Linked DNA regions of Anser cygnoides: region 2 is linked to region 1. Evidence: chromatin contacts called from public Hi-C data. All regions are on one chromosome and are shown on one strand. The core of a region is the stretch at or near the end of the contact, and the rest is flanking DNA. Distances in the headings are between cores, read along the strand shown. Region 1 holds the start of CRAT (carnitine O-acetyltransferase). Region 2 holds the start of CDK9 (cyclin dependent kinase 9).

What was found. A called contact is a pair of places that touch in the nucleus more often than the background predicts.
Region 2: a Hi-C map of liver shows a contact between it and region 1, with 7 times the contacts expected there. The contact joins the promoter of CDK9 here to the promoter of CRAT in region 1. A contact is called at or near these places in 2 of 7 Hi-C or Micro-C datasets (both in liver).

Annotation. Positions count from the first base shown.
Region 1 is chr20:6,153,390-6,160,637 of Taihu_goose_T2T_genome, forward strand. It overlaps CRAT (carnitine O-acetyltransferase), which reads left to right and starts at 2,892. Exons shown (of 14, transcript XM_048053057.2): 1 at 2,892-3,045; 2 at 6,147-6,410; 3 at 6,875-6,993. The coding sequence starts at 2,914. It overlaps PTPA (protein phosphatase 2 phosphatase activator), which reads right to left and starts at 2,628. Exons shown (of 9, transcript XM_048053203.2): 1 at 2,474-2,628; 2 at 573-673. The coding sequence starts at 2,498.
Region 2 is chr20:6,743,240-6,750,487 of Taihu_goose_T2T_genome, forward strand. CDK9 (cyclin dependent kinase 9) reads left to right here and starts at 3,355. Exons shown (of 7, transcript XM_048055416.2): 1 at 3,355-3,508; 2 at 4,030-4,111; 3 at 4,584-4,674; 4 at 6,499-6,665; 5 at 6,838-7,009; 6 at 7,081-7,229. The coding sequence starts at 3,417. SH2D3C (SH2 domain containing 3C) reads right to left here and starts at 2,527. Exons shown (of 12, transcript XM_013198687.3): 1 at 2,399-2,527; 2 at 73-697. The coding sequence starts at 2,444.

The DNA.
Region 1 (7,248 bases), core at 1,642-4,141:
AGGACCAACAGGAGGGACAAGTCTGGGCCGTAACCCCAATCCCTCAAAGGCAGAGGGCAGAGAAGCTGCCTGCCCCGCCAGCCCCACGCATATTATAAACAAAACTTACCCAGGAAATTGAAGGCCTTGGCCCCTTCCATAGAGCAAGGTGGGCAGGCGCCAGGAATCCGCCCAGCCCAATGCTATTAGAGGGCAGGCAGCAGGACCACGTCCAAGCTGAGTTCAAACAGTGCGGGGTAAACCCAGTTTTGATATAACTTACGGGCTAGGTAGGGCGAAATAGCGACCAGCTTCTAGTCTTGCACACTGGCAGGGAGCAGCAGCAATGCTTACGCACCCCCAGTCCCCCCCAGCCTTTGGGCTCTCCCTGGCTCACACCCTTCTCAGAACATTTGGCTGCCAGGCTCCACACCACCCCCCTGCCAAGTCATTTTCCTACAAACAGGCAGTGACTCTCCCTCTTTAACACGGGTCAATTAATTTCTCATTACTTGCCCGCACCCGATTTCCCCAGTGGCTGTTCCCAGGCCGGACCTGGCACTCACCAGTTCTCCCTGAACCCGGAGCCATACCTGAGAGCGCTTCCACTTGCCCATGTCAGAAACGATGTTTATCTCCTTCTTGGGGATCATGAAGTTCTGCTGGATGGGAGGAGCCATCTCCTCCGAGGTGCCTGCGAGATGCAAGAAAGAAGTAAACCAGAGGCAGCGGAGAATAACCTTCCTCTCTTAGAAATCAGCAGTAATTTCCCAGGAGACAGAAAGCAAAGAAACCCATCCCAGCCTGCGCCATTATCTCACCGTGTCCCGCTCAAACAGTATCCTTCTCAATCCCCGGAAACATTCCCCTAAGGACCCTTCGGGGCTTCAGGAGGCTGCATTACGTTTGTTTTCACTACTAAAGACGCGTTTCCAATCCAGGCAGAGAAGTTTGCAGGAGCCAGCACAGCCAACATGCAGCTAGTTTCATTATTTCTGCCCTCGGGTCACGCTGCAGCACTGAACTTCCCTGACAAACTAACCCTGCCTGGCTTTTAGGGTGCTAGGCACGAACCACGTTCCCCTAAAAGGGACAATTCCTGCAAAGACAAAGCAGGAACGATTCAAAGGACGGCAGTCCAGAGCCACAGCCGCCAGCCCAGGGGCTCGATGGGACCCAGCACCTTCCAGGTGGAAGCTACAAAGAGCATTTAAATCGTAAAGCGCTACCAGAGCCCAGTTAATATAACATTTGATGCGCGTGCTGATCACTAACGCAGCTCTTCCCCTGGGCATCCCAACCCAAACACGTTCCTGTAAGCGCAACTTTAATTAGCATGAGGCGGTGCAGCAGACCCCTGTTAGGGGAACCGGGTGCTAATGTGAATTCGTGAATTCTCTTAACAGTCGCCCGGTTCATCATTTTAATCCCAAAAAACCTGCAGGCGTTTGTTCAGCGCTGGCAGCACTTCAGTGGCTGCTCTCCACGCCCCAGCAAGCTCAGGCACCGGCTCCGCAGCGTACTGCTCCAAACTGGACCTCCCCAAAACATCGCAGGCTGCACTTACACCGAGATACTCCCCAGAAGCAGCAGAGCAGCGCTGTCGAACAGGCAGATCAGGGGAAAGGGAACCCAAAATCCCAGGAACCACAGAGAATCTGCTACAGATCTGTCACGTAACCTTAGAAACGATTCTCCGTCTAAGAACTGACGGAGTCTCATCACCTGCCTCGGGTGTTAGGTTTGTCCCCGATCATAGGTTCCAGTAAAACCCCGGATACAGGGATGAGAGGAACAGGACGTGAGGAATTCAGAAGAAAGACGTCTCCCTGCCTTCTGAAAATTCACCCAGCGATTAGCACCACGATGACGGCGCTCTTTATAACACAGCTTATGGCACGAGCGCAGCGAAAACCTCCAGAGCTGCGGTGGGAAAGGCAAACGCCGACTTGTTCGGTGCCACAAACGACGCGCAAAGACCCGAGAGGAGGCCAGGGCCTGCCCCGGGGTGCAGGGCCCCAGGACCCGGACGCTCCCAGCCCGGTCCCGGTCCCGGTCCCGCCGTGAGAGGGGCTCGGTGCTGCCCGTCCCTCACCACGGGGAAACTGAGGCACGACCAGCGGGCGGCACAGCCCAGCCCCGGCCTGCTGCGGTGGCCCCAAACCCCTCAGCACAGGGACCGCCCCCGGCCCGGTACCAGCCGCTTTGGACGCCAAAAGGGGAGTTTTAACCCAAAAAGGGGAGCTTTTCCCCCAAAAAGGGGGAGGTCCCCCCCATAAAAAAGGGAGCTCCCCCCCCAAAAAGAGCAGCTCCTCCTCCCCCAAAAGGGAATTTCTCCCCCCAAAAGGGCAGCCCCCCCAAAAAAGCGGGCTTCTCCCCCCAAAAACGGGGCAGCCCCCCGCCACCCCCCAAAGAGCCGCCCCCCCCCCAGTCCCCCGAATCCCCAGGACCCCGTCAGGGCCCCGCCGGCTCCCGGCCGCGCTCCCCCCGTCACCTGCCCGCTGCTCGCTCTCTGCCATCTTCCCGGAGCCCGGCCGCCGCCGCCGCCGCCACCTCTCCCCCCTCACCCCCAGGACGCGCTGAAGCCGCCCGCGGCCATCTTTGAGAAGGGCACGCCGCCCGGCACTGAGGGGCAGCGGCAGGCAGCCGCCGGCTTGGCCGCTCCCGGCCACCGTCGCGCCCCCGCCGCCATCTTGGTGTAGGGCACGGCTTTTGCCCACAGGGCCATGTTTGTGAAGGGCGAAGCGGGGAGCGGCTGAGCGGCGTTAGGAGGGAGGAGAGGCGCTCCTCAGCGGGCAGGGCGCCCCCTCGCTGAGCTCCGAGCAAAGCAGCCTGCGGAGGAGCCGCCTCGCCCTTCGGAAACCGCCTCCTTCCCTCAGCGGCGGGGCTGCGCCCTTATCCAAGATGGCAGCGCCGGCTTCGCCCCGCTCCAAGATGGCGGCGGGGCGGCCCCGCCCCTTGGCGGCCGAGCGGGGCGGCGGCGGCGGCGGTGGCGGCGGTGCCCGGTGTCGCCGGTGTCCTTGCGGCGGGCGCGGAGCCATGCTGGCCTTCGTGGCCAGGGCGGCGGTGAGTGGGGGCCCAGCGGGCCTGGGCAGGGCCGGGGGGGGGCGAGGGGGCGGCGGCGGGCCCGGGACGGGACGGGACCGGGCGGGGGGTGCTGGAGCGGGGCTGGGCACGGGGCGCGCAGGGGGGGCTCGGGGGGGGCTCAGCCCTGCGGGGTTGGCGTTCAGGGAACCCTAAAACCGCGAGGGAACGTCATTCTGGGTGCGTAGGGTTGGAGAAGCCCTTCAGGATCAGCTGCTCCAGCCGTCCCCTGCCGCCCGTGTCACCGCCGCGCCTGGCCCCAAGCACCGCGTCCGGCCCGGCCGTGAGCCCCCCCCCCCCCCCCTCCCCCCGGGGACGGTGACCCCCGCACCCCCCCGGGCCGCCCGTCCCAACGCCCCTGCCGAGGGGCAGGCAGGGGAAGGCAGCCCCCCGGCAGATCCCCCCGGGAGGAGGAGGCGGCGGCGGCGGACAGCGGGGGCTACGTGACGGCCTCGCCCCCCGAGCCGCTTTCTCGGGGTGCGAGAGGGCTCCGGTTTCCGATTGAAAAGAAAAGACAAACCCCGCCGCCACCTGACACCTCCGGCCGTGCTGGGAATCGGACCCGGCTCTGAAATGCCTGCTGCCCTCCAGCCCCAGCCCGCAGGTGGGTTTCCCAGCGGCTTGGCAGGCTCTGGGAAAGGGCAGCTGCCGAGCTGCAACGGGGCCGGGGAGCGGCGCCAGCCCGAGCCGGCCACGGCCGCGCACCCCGCGCGTGTTCGTTTTCCCCGTCGCTCGTGGGGAAAAGGTGGGCTCTGCGCTGTCTTTTGCTGCCGGCTGCCTCTCCTCTGTTCGGCCGCGATCGCTGCTCCTCCTCCTCCTCCCACCAAGTGCTGCGCTTTGACCTCGCACCGAGCAAGCAGAGGACGTGAAAGAGGAACGATGCAAAACCGCTCCGTGCTTTTAAACGGGGGCGTTCTCACTGTGGTTTGGGATTTTCCTGGTTAACCCTAGGGAAATATGAAACTCGTTGCTTGGGATTATCATACTTGATCTTAGCTACGTTAAAGCCTGCTCATCTGCCCCACAGTAGATCAGACAGACATAAAGATGGGGAAATAGTCCTTGTGACAGCACAGTTCTGTTGCTGCCCTGCTTTGGAGATACTTTTTTTACTCTTTTTAAGGGTTGATGGCCCAGAGCTCCCCACAGCCGTGCAATAACGATCATACGTGCATGGGGGCGAGGGCAGTAGGACACCACCTTTAGCCCCAAAGTGAACCTGCTCCTGTCTCCCACTAATTCCCCTACTGACGCAGTCACTGACCCGTTCCTGCTGGAGAGCTGTCCTCATCCAACGCCCTCTGGCCACCTTTACCTGAGTAAAGGGACTAAATTCCCCATCACCCACAGAAGTGCTTCCCGTGCTTGTCCCATGCAGTGACACCCCCTGGTGCCGCCTGCTTCCAGGACAGAACTTGGGGTCCCTCCTGCCCGCAGGTATTTTGGTTCCCCTCCCCCTGGCTGCTGCAGCTTCACTGCAGGCAGCCTCTAAGGGAGAAGCCCCCCCCTCCGCTCCTGCGCGCTGAGGGAAAAACATGCCCAGCACCCTCACTTCTGCCATGGCTGGGGGCCCAGAACTATCGATCGAAGAGAGAGCAGCAGGCACCGAACGGGCAACGCGGGGCTGACGGGCAGCGGCCGAGGGAGGGCTTCCTGGAGAGGTGCCTCTGCGGCGCTTGATGCAATCGGACGGTCCGATTACCCGCAGATTACCCCCGGCTCTCCCGGGCCTGTGTCTGGCCTTTAGCCCTCTGATCAGAGCAGTCATGTGGCACTTTGCTAATGAGGTGACGCCCTGCACGGGCAGCACATTGTCAGGGGGAAGAGGAAACCAAGACAGGCCGAGGGAGAGCTTTACGATCATTTCTGTCCTCCCAGCCATGGATAGGAAGCAGAAGCAAGCAGAGAAGGTACAGTATGCCCACGCTGCCATGATTAACCCCCTTCATTTCTTCCCAGCCCCTCTCCTTTCATGCTTCAGTAATTCCCCCTTCTCTTGTTTTTAACATTCCTTCCCCAGATCTTGACCCCATAGTTCTTAGCAGGTCCTCCGAGGAGCGTAGAGCATTTTTGCTGGGGGCTCAGCACTGCACAGAAGGCTTTTGTCGCCTTGCAGACTTAGCTTTCTTCTTCTCCGTGCTTAACTCTTGGGAGGTGGGGGCTGGCGGACACCTATTTTCTTATTGCTTTGGAAAGCAAAGGGCATGTTCTCACTGGCTTTGCATCCTCAGGCAAAGTCCAGAGTCCTGTAGAAGAGCATCTGGTGCGGAGCTTTCTAAGGGCTTTCGCTCCCTGTCCGATCTGTGCAGCCTGTTTATAGCAGCCACGATTTCCCGAACAGTTCACTCTGACCCCTCTCCAAAGATCCCTATAATTTGGCCAGATCCGTAACGGCACCACTAGATAGAGGTCCTCCTAATACAGCTGGGTCCTCCACGAACTGGGGGGGGTTCACCAGCACAAAGGAGCGTTGCCCCAGGGCCAGCACATCACAGCCAGTCCTCCCCAGCCGTCGCTGGTGATAAACCATCCCTGGCCAAAGCTGGGGCGGGGGGAGTTAATTGTGCCTCAGATTTGACTCGCCTTAACTACATTCTGCCTCCTCAAAGTGTAAAGGGTTGTTTGATTTGGCACGAGGGTATCGTACGATGCTGTTGTACATCATAAGAAGCGATGAAACAGTTTCTGGCTAAGAGGAAATTTCTTTCACAATTTACTTTGTTCCCACTTAACATGGGATGGAAGGGTTTGACATTGTCAAACACAGCTGAAACATGCCCAGACACTGGGAGATGTTTCGTTATCCTGGCGGTGTTTCCTCTGATGAGATGGGAATCAGGATCTCGGGAGATCAAGCAGAGATCCTTGGGAGATCCTACAACCATCTAGAGACGAGACTAGAGATTGCTAGAGCATGCAGCCAGCAGACCTGAACCTTGCACTGGCGCTTCGTGTGCTCTGCTCCCATGCTGAGACCTCCGTGCACCTTCAATCTGGGATGGAGACTCCCAGATCTAGGTTATTTGCTACCTCACGGACATCGGGGGGAATGTGTGTCTCGACATGTGCTCTGTGCTTTACAGGCCAGGCCCTATGGCCTGCTGAAGCCGACGGCTTTAGGCAAGATCCCGGGCAGATTCCTGCTTCATCAAGAAGCGCTGCCCCATCTCCCCGTGCCGCCGCTGCAGCAGACGCTGGACCGCTACCTGCAGATGCTGCAGCCCATCATCAGCGAGGAGGAGCTGAACCACACGCAGGAGCTGGTGGCCGAGTTCCGCAAGCCGGGAGGCGTCGGGGAGAGGCTGCAGAAAGGCCTGGAGAGGAGAGCCAAGAAAACAGAGAACTGGGTAGGTCGGGACTTTGGCCCCGGGCGCTGATTAGGGAGGGAGGCGGTCTGCTGCACACCTCTCCGACGTGCTGGCTGCATCCACCGGGATCTGTGTTTTTATTGCATCATCTTCGTCAGCAGCCTGCCGCTGGCCTCCCTGAGCTGTGCAGGTTCACCAGGATCTGGGTGAGCGGAGCTTACGAAACGGAGTCCCTGACCTTGTTTGTGGTCACTAAATCCCTTAACCTGTTAGCATCGCACAGCTGCCCTAAGAAGCTGAAGGAAATTCCCTGCTCAAGCCCTGCACCAAGAGCCCCCGCTGCCTCAGTCCCCCTCTACCATACCATAAGCGAAGCACAAACCCCAAACGCTGTTTGCAAAGTGTGGGGCAGAGCTGGGGGCAGCGTGCTGAGAGCATTCGCCTGGGCTTGGGTCAAACAGCAGCAGACGCCGTGCCTGCATGTTTGCCTTTCTCCATCCCAGCTCTCCGACTGGTGGCTGAAGACAGCTTACCTGGAGTATCGCCTGCCAGTCGTGGTGCACTCCAGCCCTGGTGTGGTCTTACCTAAGCAGGATTTTCTGGATCGACAAGGTCAGCTCAGGTAAAGTCCATTTCTGCCTTCCCCTGGGCTTCAGGTGGGATGAGCTACCTCCACCGGGCAGGGAGGAGGGTGTTCAGGGTGACTGGGAAAGGGAGTAACGAGCAGGCGATCACCTAATTTGATAGCCTGTCTGTGCTGTGCAAGCGGGCTGTACAGATAAGGAAAGGGTGGTAGGCTCTAAGGAAAATCCTGGTTGCACCAGATTGAGTATCTCACTGAGGCAGAAAACTGAAGAGTCTGGTGGTTCAGGCCCTG
Region 2 (7,248 bases), core at 2,105-4,604, 590 kb after region 1:
CAGCCCCTCGTCCCGCCTGGGGAGCACAAAGCGGGTCCGGCAGAGGGCAGAGCACAGCTGATGGGGCCCTACCTGTCTGGGGAGCTCTCGCTGGGGCGCTCTTGCCCCTTTCCCAGCAGATCCCTGGCAGTGGTCTCCGTTCCTGGTGCAGGGCTGGGGGCTGGTCTGGGGCTCGGTGCCTCCGTCCTGGGGCAGGAGATGTTCCCTGCGGGCTCCTGGTCCACCCCGGCCATCGGTGCCATCGGGGTGTGGGAGGGCAGAGCCTCTTCCTCCTCCTGCTCTGCTTTCCCAGAGGCTGAGAACGGGTCTGCGCCAGCGTCTGGGGTGCCAGGAGTCTTGGGGGACCCGGGGACGCTCACTGGGGTTGTGCTGGGCATCTTGTCCCTGGGGCTCCCTCTCTCCCGGCAGCTCTGGGTACTCCTGCCTTTGCCTGGGCTCTTCCCCACCTTGCCCGGGTTCTGCCTGGGCATGGTGCCCATGTGGCTGTACATGTCTGACGACCGGGCGTAGGGGCCGGGGCTCTTGGGCATGGTGTTGAGATCATCCTGGGTGCTGCTGAAGGGCTCCTCCAGGAAGCCGTGGGGAGGCAGACCCCCTTCCCCTGACTCGGAAGAGCTGGGGGCCACGGCCCCGCGCCGCAGGGTGAAGGAGCGGGGGATGCTGCTCAGGCTGCCGAAGCCTTTGAACTTGAAAAACTCTGGTGAGGAGAGAGGAGAGAGGGGGAGATGAGGGGTGGGCACGGGCACCGCGCCGTGGTGCAGCCCGGTGTCAGCCCTGCTGCACTGCACCCCGCTGGTCCCAGCGCAGCGTTATGGCCGCGTGGCCTGCGGCATATGCGATGCTGCTGGGGGCTCTCCAGGCCCTGCAGCTCTCCAGGCTGAGAGCCAGGACACGCTGCGCTTGCCCCAGAGGTCCCGGACTTGTGGATGTGCCCCGTGTGCACGTCGTCACCAGCACAGAGCAGGATCCGGCCACCGGCTGGGCTCGCCAAGCAGCGCTGGCTGCGAGCAGGAGGCAGCCTCCTGCCTCCCCACTTCCTCGCTCAGCCCCTCGCAGCCTCACTGCAGCTCCCCGGAGCCACCTGCAAGCGCCGAGCGCTCAGCGGTTGCCGGAGGAGTATTTATAACCCTGGCGGGCGGCTCTGCGTTTCGCACCTCGGCGCTGCGTGCCACTGCAGTGCCGCCCCGGCTGCGTTGGTGCAAGGGTGGCTGCGCACAGGGCAAACGGGGCTGCAGCCTCCCTGTTGCACAGCAGAGCTGCGCTGGTGGAGTCTCGGTTTGCTGGGTGCTTGGGGGTTTGGCAATGCTTACATTATACGGTGGGGCCCTGCAAAGCCTCTTCCCCTCCGGGTTTGCCGAGGCAGGAAGCTGCTCGCTGCAGTGGCACCGTGTAAGGAGCCTGGGTGCTGGGGGGCTCGGCCCTTGGACCCCACCTCCTGCACAGCCTGCAGGGTGCCCCCGCCACCAGACGGGGCAAGGGGGCTGCAGCAACCCAGAACCGCTCCTGCAGAGCTGAAACCTCGTGGCCTGGGCTCTGTTAACAACAATACTGCTTTGGGTTAAAGATCCCCTCGGTGTCCGAGCATCCTTTGCGTTCGGGGCTGCTGCGGGGTGGAAAAGCTGGGGACCTTCCCGATCTCCCTGCTTTCCACCACGATGGAAAATCCCAGCTCAGCCGGGGCCGTGGGAGATGGGTTTTGCCCAGCCCCTCGCGCAGCTCCCAGGGGAGCGGAGGGGCTGGCCTCCCACCGCGCCGGCATCGGCACGTGGAGGCCGAGGAATGCGGAGAGCAGCAGCGAAGGCCAGCTCCTGCTCAGCGCGGGGCCGGCGATGTGCAGTCCGCTGGAGCCGCCTCCGAGGGCTTTGGGGAAAACCCGAGGTCTGTGAGAAAGAGCACAGCTCCCTCCCAGCGGGCACCACCGCTTCCTCTGCGCCCAGCTCCCAGCGCTTCGGCCCCGAGCGCAGCTCCATCAGTGCGGATTCACCCCCAGCCTCCATCCCGAATCGCTGCTGCAGGAGGACCCGGAGGGGTCCCGGACACCCCCAGCCGCAGCTTTCACCCCCAGCCACACAGCCCGGTGAACGCTCCTTGAAAGATGTGATTTGGGGAGCAGAAATCCCCAGTGGGGTGAGAGTGGGGTTCACCCCCATTGGGTGCACGCTGGCACCCAGTGCATGCAGACTGGTCCCAGTCCCAGTCCCAGCACCTGACCCATCAGCACCAGGGCTCGACCCAGCCCTGGGGACGTAAAACCCCAGAGCCCCTCTCATCCCCAGCGAGTTTCCTGATGAAACCTCTTGCTTACGAGAGGTAACCGTGCTCGTGCATCCCCCCCTTCAGGGCCAGGCTGCCCAGGTGAGCACCCAGCGCCCGCTCTCGCCGTCCCCCGGTGACTTACTGAATTTCTTGAAGCCCCCTCGTTTCTGGCCCTCGGCCATGGCCATGCCGGGCGGAGGCTGCGGGGACCGGGAGGGACAAGTTTATAAACTTGAAGCCCGTCCCTGCCCGCTCCTCCCTTCCTGTCCCCCCCCCTCCGCCTCTCACTTGATCTCCCGATCACTCAGCGCTTCCTCCCTGCTGCTGTCATCTGCTCGCGTGGCAGACCGCTGTCCCCGCTGTCACCACCGAGCCCTGGTACCCGCTCACTGTGGTCCTTGATGTCCCCACATTCTGCTCGTCCCCGCCCGGCTGCTCAGGAGCCACCCCCGGGACACTGCTCTGGGGGGGCTGCCCCGAACCCCTGGGTGCCAGCCCCACGGACTGCGGTGCCAGCCCTGCGGGTGACGGCCCCCCCTTGGATGTTGGTGGTTGGACCGGGTGATCTTGGAGGTGTTTTCCAGCCTTGTGACCCTATGGTTTTATGCACGAGGCTCAGCGCCTGCCCTCATCCAGCCCCTGGACGGTGGCTTCGTGCCCAGCAGGAGCCCCCAGACCCTGCTGCTCCCTGGGCTGGGGGCGCTGGAGCGGGACGAGGGGATGCAGGCGCAGCAGGGCGCCACGGGGCCGTCTCCACCCGTGTGTCCCCGTCCCTGTCTAGCCTCGGTGCTTCCCGCTGTGTTCCCCACTTTGGGTAGCAAACGACCCCAAATAAGCCACACAGTGCGGGCAGCGGCACAAAACCCGTCCGTGTCTGCTGTGGTTCGTGCTGCACTGGGACGGGGGCTTGCGATCCCCACCGGGGCCCACCACCGAGCCCCCAGGGAGCTGAGGGACGGACGGAGGGACCACGGCGGCACCGCGGAGCCTCCCAACCCCGGCGGGGCGACGCCTTCCCGGGGGTAACCCAGGCTAAAGGCGAGGGGGTGACAAGATGGCGGCGCGGGGGGGGCGGGGCGGACTACAACTCCCAGCGGGCAGCGCGGCGCGGCGGAAGCGGCGGGGAGGGGGCGCCGGACGGGGCCGTGGCGGCCGGCGGCATGGCCAAGCAGTACGACATGGTGGAGTGCCCCTTCTGCGACGAGGTCTCCAAGTACGAGAAGCTCGCCAAGATCGGGCAGGGCACCTTCGGGTGAGCGCCCGGGCCGCGGGGCCTCGGCTGGGGCCGGCCGGGGGGGCTGCGGCCTGGCCCGGCCCTGCCCCCTGCCCCCCCCTGCCCCTGCCCCTGCCCCCCCCCTGCCCCCTGCCCCTGCCCCCTGCCCCCCCCTGCCCCCCCCTGCCCCTGCCCCCTGCCCCCTGCCCCTGCCCCCTGCCCCTGCCCCTGCCCCTTCCCCTGCCTCTACCCCTGCCCCTGCCCCTACCCCTGCCCCCTGCCCCTGCCCCCTTCCCCTGCCCCTTCCCCTGCCCCCCCTGCCCCTTCCCCTGCCCCCCCTGCCCCTTCCCCTGCCCCTTCCCCTGCCCCTGCCCCTTCCCCTGCCCCTTCCCCTGCCCCTTCCCCTGCCCCTTCCCCTGCCCCTACCCCTACCCCTGCCCCTTCCCCTACCCCTACCCCTTTCCCTTGCCCCTTCCCCTACCCCTACCCCTTTCCCTTGCCCCTTCCCCTACCCCTACCCCTTTCCCTTGCCCCTCACAGCCTTCTCCCCCTTCTCCCAGGGAGGTTTTCAAAGCCAAGCACCGCCAGACGGGCAAGAAGGTAGCCCTGAAGAAGGTGCTGATGGAGAACGAGAAGGAGGGGGTGAGTGGCTGTGTTCGCCTGGCTGTGTTTGGGGAGGACGGGGCGGGAGGGCTGGGGGAGCAGAGCTGATCTTTGTGACGGCGGAGGGTGGCCTCGCTCCCTGCGTGTGTTCTTTGATAACGTTTACAGCTGGGACGTGCCAGGTCTTGAGTAACAGCGTAAGCGGGTAGCGGGGAGGACGCTCTGCGGGTCAGGAGGGGCTGTGCAGTGCCCCCTGACAAACAAGCAGGGTGTCAGCGTTGCTTAAACGCCTCCGCCTGGTGGCAGAATCGCTCTCGCTAATGGTACTGAATGAATTCCGACAGTCCCAGTGTTATGTTTTGAAGCTCTGATGGCACGTAAATAAGTTGGCCCAGTGCTGCTCCAGCAGCCCCCCTGCTGTGTTGTTGTGGTCACAGCTTTCCCTGTCCTCCAGGCAGCCGTGGGCTGGTGTCCTGCGCTCCTAACCCGCGCCCTCTGTTTCTCCTTTCAGTTCCCTATCACGGCTCTGCGAGAGATTAAAATCCTCCAGCTGCTCAAGCACGAGAACGTGGTGAACCTCATAGAAATCTGCAGGACCAAAGGTAGCTGCCGGGGGTCTCCCTTGCGCCGGCTGCTCGCCGAGGGGCTGTCGGTTTTCCTTCAGCCCCGGTTGGTGGCTGAGCAGAGCGGTGTGCCGCGGGTGGGAACAGGCCTTCCAGCTGGGCCCCGGGGTGACAGCACACCCGTTTTTGAAAGCTGTCTCTAAACGGGTTAGAACTCAGCCGCAGCTTGGCTGGATAAAGCCCTGGTCAGGGCATGCCTGTGCTGTCGCCGTGCGTGCTTGTCTGTGTGCTGCCTGAGAAGCTTTAAATAAACCTGTGCCGGAGAGCACCCGAAGCGGGGGGTTTTCCTCCTGGCACGGATTTTCGTGGCTGCGTGGTGTCGGGGCCATGCTGGGAGCTGTGCCTCAGCTGGAGGCGCGCTCAGGCTCTCGCCGGCTGCGTGGCACTCGGGCTCGGGGCTGGGTTAAACGCGCCGCAGCCCCGCGCGGAGCCCTTCGGTCGCAGCGTGCCGAGCTGCTTGCTGTTCCACCTCGTCGCCGCAGGCTGTCCCCGGCGGAGGCAGCGTGCCTGGTGTGCTTAATGCACCTGGCCTGGCTCAATTTCCAGGGAAATGGGTTTAAAACATTTCCTGCTTTTTATATATCATCCTCGTCTGTGGATTTTACCAGAAAAGCAGTTTTGGAGGTGACAGATGATGTTAAAGCCTGCCATGCTGTAGCCAGTCGCTTCATCTAAATAAAATGCAAGTGGCAGCTATCTGCTGCTGCTGTTTCCATAAAAACACCAGGTAGAAACTTCCGACCTAGGACCGGGGACCGGAATTTACTCTGCGGTGTCTATTGATTACCGCCAGTTTTTGGAACTAGCAGGTACAAGGAAAAACACCACCACCAAGTTAATTTTTAATTCCTTGTGTGATTAAAGCAGTTGTGATGACTGCATGTGTCTGGCATGCCGAAGGTAAATATTTTTGTGGACGTGTAAAATTGTTTGGTTTTTGTTTAAATTCCAGTTTCCTTCCAAATCCAGTTTGACCTCAGTTTCACGTGAAAAATAGGAATGTGGCACTTACTGTTCCCAGACTTTCACCTTTTGCCTTTTCACGTGGTGAGGACTGTGCCCGTGTCAGGGACTCGCACAGATCCGCAGGCATCCTCCCCGCCAGCGGGGAGAGCGCGGCGTTGGCTGCGAGGGCTGAGCTCAGCCCTCGTGTTCTGGTTGCTGATCAGCGGGTTTTGCTGCGTGCAGCTGATGGAAATCAGCCTTTCGTTTCAATGTTTTGCACGTGTGCTCTAGGAACGAGATTGAAATTGATTGCTTCATTTGAGGTTTCCTGCTATTGACTTTAAATTGCAATTGAAATTGGAGTTTTAAATCATATTGATCTAGATCAGTCTGTTTTCGTAGATACCGTTTGAGGTTGCAGAAAACCTCGCTTTCTAATGTTATTTTAGAAAGATTTTCTCTGTTCCTGTGTTTTTTTTTTTCTGGGGCTGTCTTTGCCTGTAATGCTGCTGTGGTGATCCTGCTCGGCTGGCAGCTGGCAGCGTGTGCACCTACAGGCCGTGGTTTGTAGGGAGGAAACTCCACAGCTGTTAGGCGCACAAATTAAGCTTTCAAAGACTTCTTGTGTCCTTTCCTTGCCTTTCCCGTGACATTTGCCGCTCGTCCCCTGTTCTTCTGTTGCTTTTTTTTGCTGTCTTAGTGCCTCTCTCCGAAGGACGTTGAAGCCTGCGGGGTCTCCGTTTCTCTGCGTGTGTGCCCTGAGGCTTTACGTAGTGAGCCAGGATGGCTGGAGGTCAGGGGGAGCTGTGATGGGACCGGGGATCCCTCTCTGACTGTCCCCGCTTGCCTCTCCTGCAGCCTCTCCGTACAACCGCTGCAAGGGCAGTATCTACCTGGTGTTTGACTTCTGCGAGCACGACCTGGCTGGCCTTCTCAGCAACGCCCACGTCAAGTTCACGCTCTCGGAGATCAAGAAGGTCATGCAGATGCTGCTGAACGGACTGTACTACATCCACAGGAACAAGGTAACGGGCCGGATCCGTGCTGAGCTCTGAGGCCCGCCTTGCTCTCCGCGACCTGCCGAGGGGTGGGTGTCTTAGCACAGGCTGGAGGGAAAGCCTTCCTTGCCCTTCGTCTCTGGAACCGGGGTGCCGAAGGAGGATTCCTCAGTGGCTTAATCTTTCTGTCCTCATGCAGATCTTGCATCGAGACATGAAAGCCGCCAACGTCCTGATCACTCGGGACGGAGTCCTGAAGCTCGCAGACTTCGGGCTGGCTCGAGCTTTCAGCCTGGCTAAGAACAGCCAGCCGAACCGCTACACCAACCGGGTGGTCACCCTGTGGTACCGGCCGCCAGAGCTGCTCCTAGGTAGGCGGTGGGCTCTGCCGGCTCCTCCTCCCTTCTCGTCCCCTGGTGACTAACGCCGCGCCTCTCTTCAGGGGAGCGGGACTACGGGCCCCCCATCGACCTCTGGGGCGGGGGCTGCATCATGGCCGAGATGTGGACCCGCAGCCCCATCATGCAGGGCAACACGGAGCAGCACCAGCTCACCCTCATTAGCCAGCTCTGCGGATCCATCACGCCGGAGGTGAGGGCCGGAGCGAGGG